Regions from separate parts of the Sus scrofa genome. Here region 2 is linked to region 1. The links are chromatin contacts, called in public Hi-C maps. All regions are on one chromosome and are shown on one strand. The core of a region is the stretch at or near the end of the contact, and the rest is flanking DNA. Distances in the headings are between cores, read along the strand shown. Region 1 has its middle 93 kb from the start of MIR148A. Region 2 overlaps LOC102165006 (a long non-coding RNA gene).

Region 1 (4,494 bases), core at 674-3,173:
AGAAGGGTAAGAAGTGTTGTGTGCAGGATTTCTTGGGATTAAAATGAGATCGAAGGTGAATCTAAACTCAGCAAGTGGTCTTCCCGGGAGCGGAGCTCGGTTGGACCAGTGGGGCCGAGGTCGGATCGAGCTGCAGTTAGAGCAGCGTGGCTTTTTAAAAAGATTCTTTTTGGGGTACTGATTACAGATAGGGAAGACTTTCCATTCACAAATCGCTGTAGTCGGAGGCGTCGCCTTTGTTTAGCCAACCCGGGGCGGTGGCTTTGGGGATAAGACCCTATAAAGTATAGACCTCGGCACCTCATGCCTTCTTTAGGAGTTTATCTGTTTTTCTGTTTGGGTTTAACAGGAAGAGAGGGGTTCATGTCGCCCATACTTGAAGGCCAGACTTAGAGCTCATGGTATTTGCACAGGGGAGAAGGGAAGAAAGGAGAAAATACCCAAGTAAAGTAACAAGCCCATTTAGAAGTTGGCGCCCTTTTCATGGGAAACATCATGTTTTCTCCACTTATTTATACAAGCGGGACAATTGTAGTTTCCTTTCCATCATTCTACCCTATAATCTTGCATTTTAGAATTACAGTCAACAGTTAAAAATAGGTCTTAAGCTGGCATTTTTATTTTAAAAAATATTTCTGAAAATAGCCATTACGCCATCACCTTACAAAAAGGCGGATTCATTTGGTTTGTTGCTTGTGCTTTGCTGACTTTTGTTTGGCCAGAAAGTAATGGTTAGGGTGCCCACGTGAACTCACGTCTTCCCTGGCATTCTAATTGTGGGTCATTGCCTAGCTAACGCCATCCTTAGTGTCGGCAGGAGGAGAATCTGTACGTTTTCACCCTTTCGCGTTTCTAGGGATCAGCTTCACAAGCTGTAGGTAGGAAAACGCATCACATCCAGCCGCATAAACGTACGAGAATTGAATAAAATTATATTTTACTTTAGAACTACCAGTTCGGATTTGTTGGTTCAAGTTGGACCATAGGTTTATTTTATGTCATTACTTGCACATCGCCCCGTCCCCCAAGCGAAGTACGATCAGAGAGCATCATACAGAGGCTAAAGAAAAATTTTTAAAAATATATTGAGGGCGCGCTTATTTTTCTTAGGTAGTTAAGAGAGAGGTAGGGAAAGGCAGAGGTAGTTGACAGCAATGTCAACTCAGGTCATTTGGAAGAGAACCTTAAGTTTCTAAGGACAGTCTCACTGATCTCTTTTGCTTTCTGTGCTGCAAAGGGAGCAAGTTGTGTTTAAGCAGAGGTGGGGCCTAGGGGCTCTCCCGGAGCTAGCAGCTCCATTCCCTAAATTCTGTGTCTAAGCCGGGCCAAAGTTGCGAATTTGGCGCCCACGTGCGACGGGACCGCAGCTTTCGGGTGCTGGGCTGGCCCGCGTGGAAAAGGCCCGGGGACTGCGTGGCGGGCGCGCGGGGCACCGGTCCCAGGGGAGAGGGATGCCCAGCTCTCCTTGGAGCTCAGTTCCTGGCGAAAAGGTGGTGGGGGGGGGCGGAGGCAGGAAGCAGTTTGGCCGCCTGTCCCCGCAGCCCAGCCGGCTCGGGAAGTTGAGGCCGGCGGTCCTCCCTGGCCCCTGGCCCCTTCCCCCTGCGCCGCCCCTGCCCGCGCTCCTCTCCCCTTTCAGGGCCTCTTCCGGGCTGAGCCTAGGGAGTCGGTTTCCCCGGTCGAAGTGATTTCGCTCGAGTCGGCCCGGCGCGGTTGTAAATCAATCCCCACCCCCCTGGCCGCCCTCCGGAGCCGGGGCGGGGGCTCCAGGACGCCGGGGGCGCCGGGCCCGGCTCGCGGCCACCCGAGGCCCGCGGCCGCAGCTGGATCGGCCGCCTCGGGCGCGGCGGCGGGGGTTAAAGGCAGTGAATCAATCAATCAGCCCACGCCGCCCTCCCCGAACCCCCGAGCACTGCCCGCTGGGCCTGCTTAGTGTCTCGCCCACCAGCCTGCCTGGGGTCTGGGAGGCCGGTCTGGGCCGCTGCGGGGTCCGGGGGCGCCGCCCGTTCCCACCAGGGGCCAAGGTGGCCTGAAAGCCGCCCCACACCGTTTCCCCCCCCCCACCCCCGGCAACGGAGGCAATTCAGGCCGACGACAACATTGTCGCGACCCTCGTCCCCTCGTTAGCTCATTCCCACCAATCCTCTAGCAGAATAAAGCCCACTCTTCAATCTTTCCCGCGGCTTGAACCCCCAAACTCTGTCATCCCCCAAAGAGCGGCGCGACCGGGGGTAGAGAGGTTAGGCCGTAGAAGACAAGGACCCAAGCCAGTCGCATTATCTCTCTGGGATTCATCTTCTCGTCTGTAAAATCAAAGGGATGTTTTAAGATCTGCATTTTTTCCCCCTATGTAGTTTTGATTGGAGTGGAGAAGCCCGAACCGTTTTGGCTGGATGGGTTTGAGGAAGTTCCCTTTCCCTCCAAGTATATAGTTCCTCCTTCCCCTCTCCCACACCGGAGTTGGCACCGGGGCGTCCCGGAGAGGGGCTCCAGCCGCCAAGGGAGGGACCCTTGAACCTTTGAGAGACTGAGCCCTTAGCCGTGTTCGTTTCGGAGACGCCACCAGGGGGCGATAGAGCCCAAGGATAGAGCCTCAAGGCCCTAGGAGCTCTTTCCAAAAGTTTGTCAAACTTGGAGTTGATTCTTTTTTCTGTTTGTGTGACTTGTAAATGGCGCAGAGCTATTTCTCTTAAGGTTCCATTTGGTCATCAACGCTGGATGCTGTACGAGGTTCATGGGGAATCAAGTACAAAAGCATTAATGAGGAACAGGCTGGCACACCCTCAAGACCCAGCGGCCCCGCAAAATGCAGTGACTGTGCAAAGCGCTAACGCTAACTTTGAACGCAAAACTCGGGTTCTGAGGCCATGCATACTTTAGTGGGCTCGCAGGCTCCGAGCAAGCAATGGAGGCAAAGGCCAAAAGGCATTGAAACAGCGAGGACACACACATCAGGTTCATGTTGGGATAGTGAATGGGGTGGGGGGAGGCTGATGGGGTGGGAGAATACAGAAGAAAGTAGTTGAGAGAGACATTCTCAGGTTGGGAGAGGAGGCGGAGATGGTTTAGGTTAGAGAGTCCCAGTGCAACGACCTTCCTAAGTTCTGGAAAGTTTCTATCTGCGTATGAAAGAGAAGAGCCACCCACACCCCTGCTCTCGCCTCCAAAGGCAGCGTGGATAGTTCTTTCATTTGTTTCCTGCGAAGGTTTTACAATGCGGATTACCCGGGTCTCAGAGGAAACTGGGACGTGTTAGCTGCACACAGCCAAAGGATCTTTAAGACGTGTTAGGCTGAACTATCCTCTTTTCCCATGTGGAAGCCTCTTGGATTGTGTTTTGCTTTCAAAGTCCATAAATGTTTTTATTAAACTATTTCTTTCTTGTGGCCCCTGTGCCTATAACGTACTTGCGGTGTATGTAAACGCTTCCATTTTGGTCCTCCTTTAGGGAAACTTTGTAACTCCGCAGTAAATATTTGCTCTAGGGTAAACGTTGGCAAGCAAGAGCCCAAGTCCAAAATCTGGTTTCACTGCATGTGTTTGTGTGCACGCGTTTATGTTTCAGCAGCGTCTGTGTATGTATCGGAAAGTTTGCGGGAGAGCTTGGTATTTCCATTCCCTTGCTGCACGTGGGGAGGTAATAGTGACAGTAATTAGATGATATTCTAAAACGAACCAATTCTCTCTCAGATTTGTTCTTCCTTGGGTCCTGCCCGTCCCCTTCCCTCCAATCATGTCAAGGAACCTTTCTCACAATGTCCCTCTTTTTTTAGTCTTGAAATTTATTTTTTTATATTATTAAAGTATAGTTGATTTACAATGTTTCACATTCCGTTGTATAACAAAGGGACCCCATCACACACAGTTCCCTGTGCCCTACAGTAGGATCCCATGGCCCATCCATTCCAAGTATAACAGTTTGCATCCAAAAAACCCCCCAAACGCCCATCCTTCCCACTCCCGCCTCTTCCCCCTCCCCCAGGAACCCCAAGTCTGATCTTCTTGGCCATGCTTTGTTTCTGTTTCTTGGGTTTTTTGTTTGTTTGTTTGTTTGTTTTTTCCTTAAAGTTCTGGGCCGGGGATGGAACCCGAGCCGCAGCTTTGTCCTGCGCCACAGCTGGACAACTGCCGGATCCTTAACCTGACCCGAGAATTTCCTGGAGGTATATTTTAGAGCGTTGTCTTTGCTTCCTAAATTCTGCCTTAATAAGAATGTAAAACAAACAAACAAATCGTGATCTTTATGGTTCTTTTCTTGTGTGTTGTTTTCTTTCCTTTAACGTTTTAATTTGGAAGCTGTGCCAAATTCCAGAGAGGGGCAAATGAAGATGGCACAGTAGCATGGCAGAGACGGAGTTAGGGATTCTCATTCCTGGAGGAAAATTTGAATTGAAGCTCTTTCTCTGTAAGGAAAGGGACTTTATAAGACATTGGGTCAGCCGAAGTTGATGAAAGAGAACTCCATGGAAAGTTATTTTGAAATATGAAAACTGTGAA
Region 2 (4,558 bases), core at 647-3,146, 230 kb after region 1:
CAAGGCTGTTGATTGCAAAGCAGGAACAAAGGGGAAAAGTCAAGGCTCCCTCCCACCCTCACCTCTAATGATTATCAGCATCACTGCGGCTCTTTTGTTTGGGAAAAGGACTTAGGGTCACTTTGCAACGAAAAAAAAGTCTTTAGCGTGCACAAGTTTGAAAACATTGTCCTATTTATTTGGAGAAGTATACAGAAAGCTCTTTTCCCCTCTAGTTTGGTTTGCAAATAGAATGTTTTTGTGTCTATCTCCGTGGTGTCGTGCTTTACTGAAAAAAAAGACCGAGTGGTATGGGAAGGTCAGATTTGGGGGTGATGATTCTCCCTCTAGCTTTTCAGATGTCACAACCAGATGAAGGATAATTTAAGGAGCACAGAGCCGGGTGATGGGTCTTGCAGAGCTGCCTGTCTGTTGGACCTGGAGGAAAGCTTATCCCCAGCAAGGTAATTTATGACAGAAGACGATCTTGGCTCCCTGCAGGCAGCACAACCTAGGTTCTGCGAAGAACTTCTGCTTTATTGAGAGAGCTGTAAGGCTGGAGACGGGATAAGTTATGGCTTTCCAGTGGCTTTCCCCTTTCTCCCTTTCCTTGTTGGGGTTGTTATTTATTATTTGTGGGTAGGGACGAGAGGGTTCACTTTGCCAACTTCTGAACCTTCTCTAGATTCATGGCTCTGAATTTCGAACTGTCCCTGAACTTTCCTGCTCTCAAGTTCCTGTTCTCTCAGCCCTCTGCAGTGTCCTGCCGTGAATGGAGAAAACTCTAAAAGGCTTATTTTAAAAGGCTGAAGTATTTTCTTAAACATCAAATAGCACTAAAAAAAAAAAAAAGCAACCTATTATGATGAGTCAAGTGTAAATGAATTGAAAACACATGCTTCACATCTCCCCCAGTGTATGCGGCAGGTTCATGGCTGAATTACTATTCGGCTTTCTTGGATTCAAAGTTGATATAAAATGATGGGACAAGAGATGAGCCCAGACACATTAGTTCTTTTGGTTTCTACTGCTTCGTTCTTTATTTAATATAAAATGGCCTTGGGTTGCGCTCTGAAAGCTGGAGAGAAGAGGAAAGAGTGGGAGATATTTATAAGCAGCTTTTGCCAAGTGAGAACTCTATTAGGAAATAGGGCATTTTGGCTAAAGAATTAAATTCTTGATTTAATGGCTGTAACATTAGGAGGTAGAACTCGCTTTGAAATCTGGGCAGCTTTGCTCCCACTACGTTGGAGCCCTTCTCGTCACCTTCACGCCTGCAGCTCATTTGGCGCTTGCTTCCCAAGCTTCAAGTCCTGTCCTTAAGAACCCTGAGAGGTTATTTGGGTCTAGTACTTTCTACGGCCAGTCACCTTAAATATGCCTTTCTGAAAGGGAGCCCTGCGGGTGCACAGTCAGCTCTGCAAAGGCAGCCTGGGATGAACCAGAGGAAATTCTCAGAAGTCCTGCTCTTCCTTGTGGTCCCTGTGTTCAGGGGTGTCCAGGGCTGCTTCAACCTCAGGAGACCAACGTGGGAGCAGAGCAGGCTTCTGGGAGCGCGCGTACCCGTATGCGGCCAAGTTTAAGAACTGTCTGCCCAGCGAATGTCTTGGCGGCTGGACAACAAACGCACATCTGATGCCTGTGGGAAGACACCCTGCAATGTGTGTTTGTGAGAGAAGCCGCGAGGCCACAAACCAGACAGAACCACAAAAGAACGTTTACTTTTGCGGCTCGCATTCCCCGTCGTGCTTTTGGGAAAACTACTTGCCATGTTCTATGCATCTGCTCCGTTTCCCCACTTGTCAAGAAAGCTGGGCTCGCCACTTGCCGCCACCCTGCGGGCTGGAGGTAGGGCGATTGGGAGAACGCCTAGAGAGCTCAGGGCTCCCCGGGGCAACATCGAGCAGAGCACCCACGCAAAGCGCCAAGCACCAGCGGGACAGACCCTCAGAAGGAAACGTAGGTACATTTCGCCACCCGCTCCAAACATGCGTTCGACTCCCGCGTGGAGGGGGAAACGCAGTTGCTGAGTTACTCTGAGATGACGGAATGTGCCGAAAAGAAACTGCCAGCAAAACCCCTTTGCCCAGCCTGGCCCCGAGGTCCCGCTGCCAGCGGGGATTATCTAAAGCGGGTGTCCTTAGAGAACGCAGGAATTCTCTTCCACCACAGACTGCTGAAACCTTCCCATGCCACTGTTCTAAAAGCTGCAGAGAATTAAAAACAGAAGCTTTCTGGAGGAAGAGAGGGTCCTTTGGGGGCACTTTGTTCGCTTTGGTTTCTACCCCCTCCCTGGAATATGCAGGAAAAACCGGGAGAAGTCGGCGCTCCGAGCCCAGACCTTCGCAGAGACGAAACCCCTCACGCCGACGCGGAGGGCGAGGAACGCTTTCTGGGTTCTGGTTTTATAATCACTTCTGTTTATAGTAGGAAAGAAATAGCCCCCTTCTTGAATTCAGCAATGTAGTCTTTTCTTAATGGTTCCCCTCCTTACACAAACACTATAGGGCCTAGTCCTTCAATAGGTTATTATTGCGCAGCTAATGTGAAATACAGACCAACGCTGTCAGTTGAATGGGGTGACTGTCACCAGGGTAAGAGTGCCATTCAGACAGAGGAAGTGACAACTGCAAACGGTGGCCACCAGAGTCAAAACAGTGGATGGAATGGGTGGGGAGCATAATGGCTCCTGAAAGTTCACGAGAGGGTATGAAGGATTTGCCTGGTATTTGGGGCCACTGGTTTCTGGAGCACTGATTTAAGTCCCTGAGGTCCTAAGAAAATGAGGAGGAGGAAAGATGTTGGATCTCAGGGTAGTCTTTAGCTGTTGTCTCTCTCACACACACAGACACACACACACACACAGACACACACACACACACACACACACACAGCAGTACGACTTATTTCCTGAGCTCAAATTATATAAAACACCAGAACTACACCAGGAAAAGAAGAATTCCAAGTGTCCCCCAAAACTGTCTGAAAGAAAGTGGCTTTTGGTTGGTTGGTTGTTTAATCAGGGATCCTAGTGGGTTGTCTGACCCTGGGACTTTCAGCCTTTTCTCAGAAATCCCTGTGGAGAAAGGGACCCACGAAGCACGTAAATCAATGCACAGATTCTGAACACACTGGCTTAAACGGGGGTTCACCGCGCCCTCCCTGCCTTGGCTCAGCAGCAGAGCAGAGGCTGCCCTTGGTTTCCTTCTTCCTCAGTCCCTGCCTGGCACTGGGGATGTTGTGTGGCCCCTGGCACGACGCTCCGGTGGCCCTGCCGTGGGAGGGCCCGTTTTCCCGTCTAGGGGCAGCACGCTGAGCTGGGTCTCTCTGCGCCCAGCGGAGGCCTGTGCAATGTACAAGATGCCGAGCGGCTAGACCTTAGCTACCCTACCTACACTCCCAGGGGAAAATGTCTTTTGTCTTTCTGCAGTGAAGAGGGATTATGAGAAATGTCCCCCCTCGCCTTACCCCACAAGGGCGACATGAAAATGGAAAAGTTAATGTTTTTGATGGGCGCTGTCGTACGCAGGTGACAGACAAAGCAACACGATGTCTACTGTTACGGTTCCTGCCATGTCCCAGGGTGCTACTGCTGTCTCCTTCTCACATCACAGGGGTAAGAATGGTCCCCTGTGGAAAAGCCAATGGTGCAGACTGCAGATGAGAAAATTCGTGGGGCCACACAAGACAAATTTCAAATTAGTTTCCTTGGGCGCTGGTCATGCTTCAATCCCACATGAGGAAAATCTGTGAATTCAGCTACCTTGAAAATAATGGAATGGGCATGGAAGGGCTGGGACAGACCTAAATATTTTAATTAATATTTCAAGAAATGCAAAACGTAGCTAGCTCATGAATATTTGATTTATGTAGCCCTGTGCTACGGTAGCCACGGGCTGCATGTGGCTAGTAAAACATCTGAAATGCGGCTCGTCTGAGTCAAGATGTGCTGTAAGTGCAGAACATACACTGGGTTTGAAGACAGAATTTGAGAAAGACTGTAAAATACCTTATCAATACTTCTTCCATCTGATTTAATGTTGCAATAATATTTTGCCCGTGTTCATTTGAACATTTCACTAAAATTAATTGTATGTGATTTCTTTTTTAAAGTGGTATTTGAAGGTGGCAGCTCCCCTGCAGTGCTTTTGAGAAAACTAAAAATGTCATATCTGGCCACATTTTGGCTTGCATTATATTTCTACTGGACAGCCCTGGTATAGGCTTTGTTAACAGACAGTGTGCGAACTGCTGTCTGGAATTCAGTATTTCCTGCCCAATCTACAGTGTCAGGGACGGGAGAGACCTGAAAGGACTGGTGTTATAATATTGCCGGGAATGACCGTGAAACGCTTTAAACGGTTGAGACAAGTAACAGCATGTCCTGTGTAATGCACTATTGTGGTCATCCACCTTTCACTGCTTTTAAGTTTCTTTGTAATTCTGAATTTGTAGACCACTGATAATAGTGAAAATGATTCCTACCTGTAAAAAAGCAAAGTAATTGGGTCTGGTATAATGTACCAGATCATTGCCATATGGATAGAGCCGTTTGCAGTTCTGTGTAAATTCATCTCAG

Evidence for each region. A called contact is a pair of places that touch in the nucleus more often than the background predicts.
Region 2: a contact with region 1 is called in a Hi-C map of undifferentiated spermatogonia, with 2.2 times the contacts expected there. The contact joins two enhancer-like sites. A contact is called at or near these places in 3 of 47 Hi-C or Micro-C datasets (fetal skeletal muscle, heart right ventricle and undifferentiated spermatogonia) and 1 of 2 datasets of contacts at active chromatin or transcription factors (skeletal muscle).

What each region holds. Positions count from the first base shown.
Region 1 is chr18:46,505,963-46,510,456 of Sscrofa11.1, forward strand. No RefSeq gene overlaps it. Among named protein-coding and RNA genes, the nearest start is that of MIR148A, 93 kb to the left of the region's middle. Within about 2 kb of position 1,924, at least 24 of the 83 cell types and tissues checked have an H3K27ac peak or open chromatin away from gene starts, as enhancers often do. A contact at or near this core is called in undifferentiated spermatogonia, where this site is marked.
Region 2 is chr18:46,733,920-46,738,477 of Sscrofa11.1, forward strand. The region is part of intron 3 of LOC102165006 (a long non-coding RNA gene); the gene reads right to left. Among named protein-coding and RNA genes, the nearest start is that of TRNAK-UUU, 320 kb to the right of the region's middle. Within about 2 kb of position 1,897, at least 3 of the 83 cell types and tissues checked have an H3K27ac peak or open chromatin away from gene starts, as enhancers often do. A contact at or near this core is called in undifferentiated spermatogonia, where this site is marked.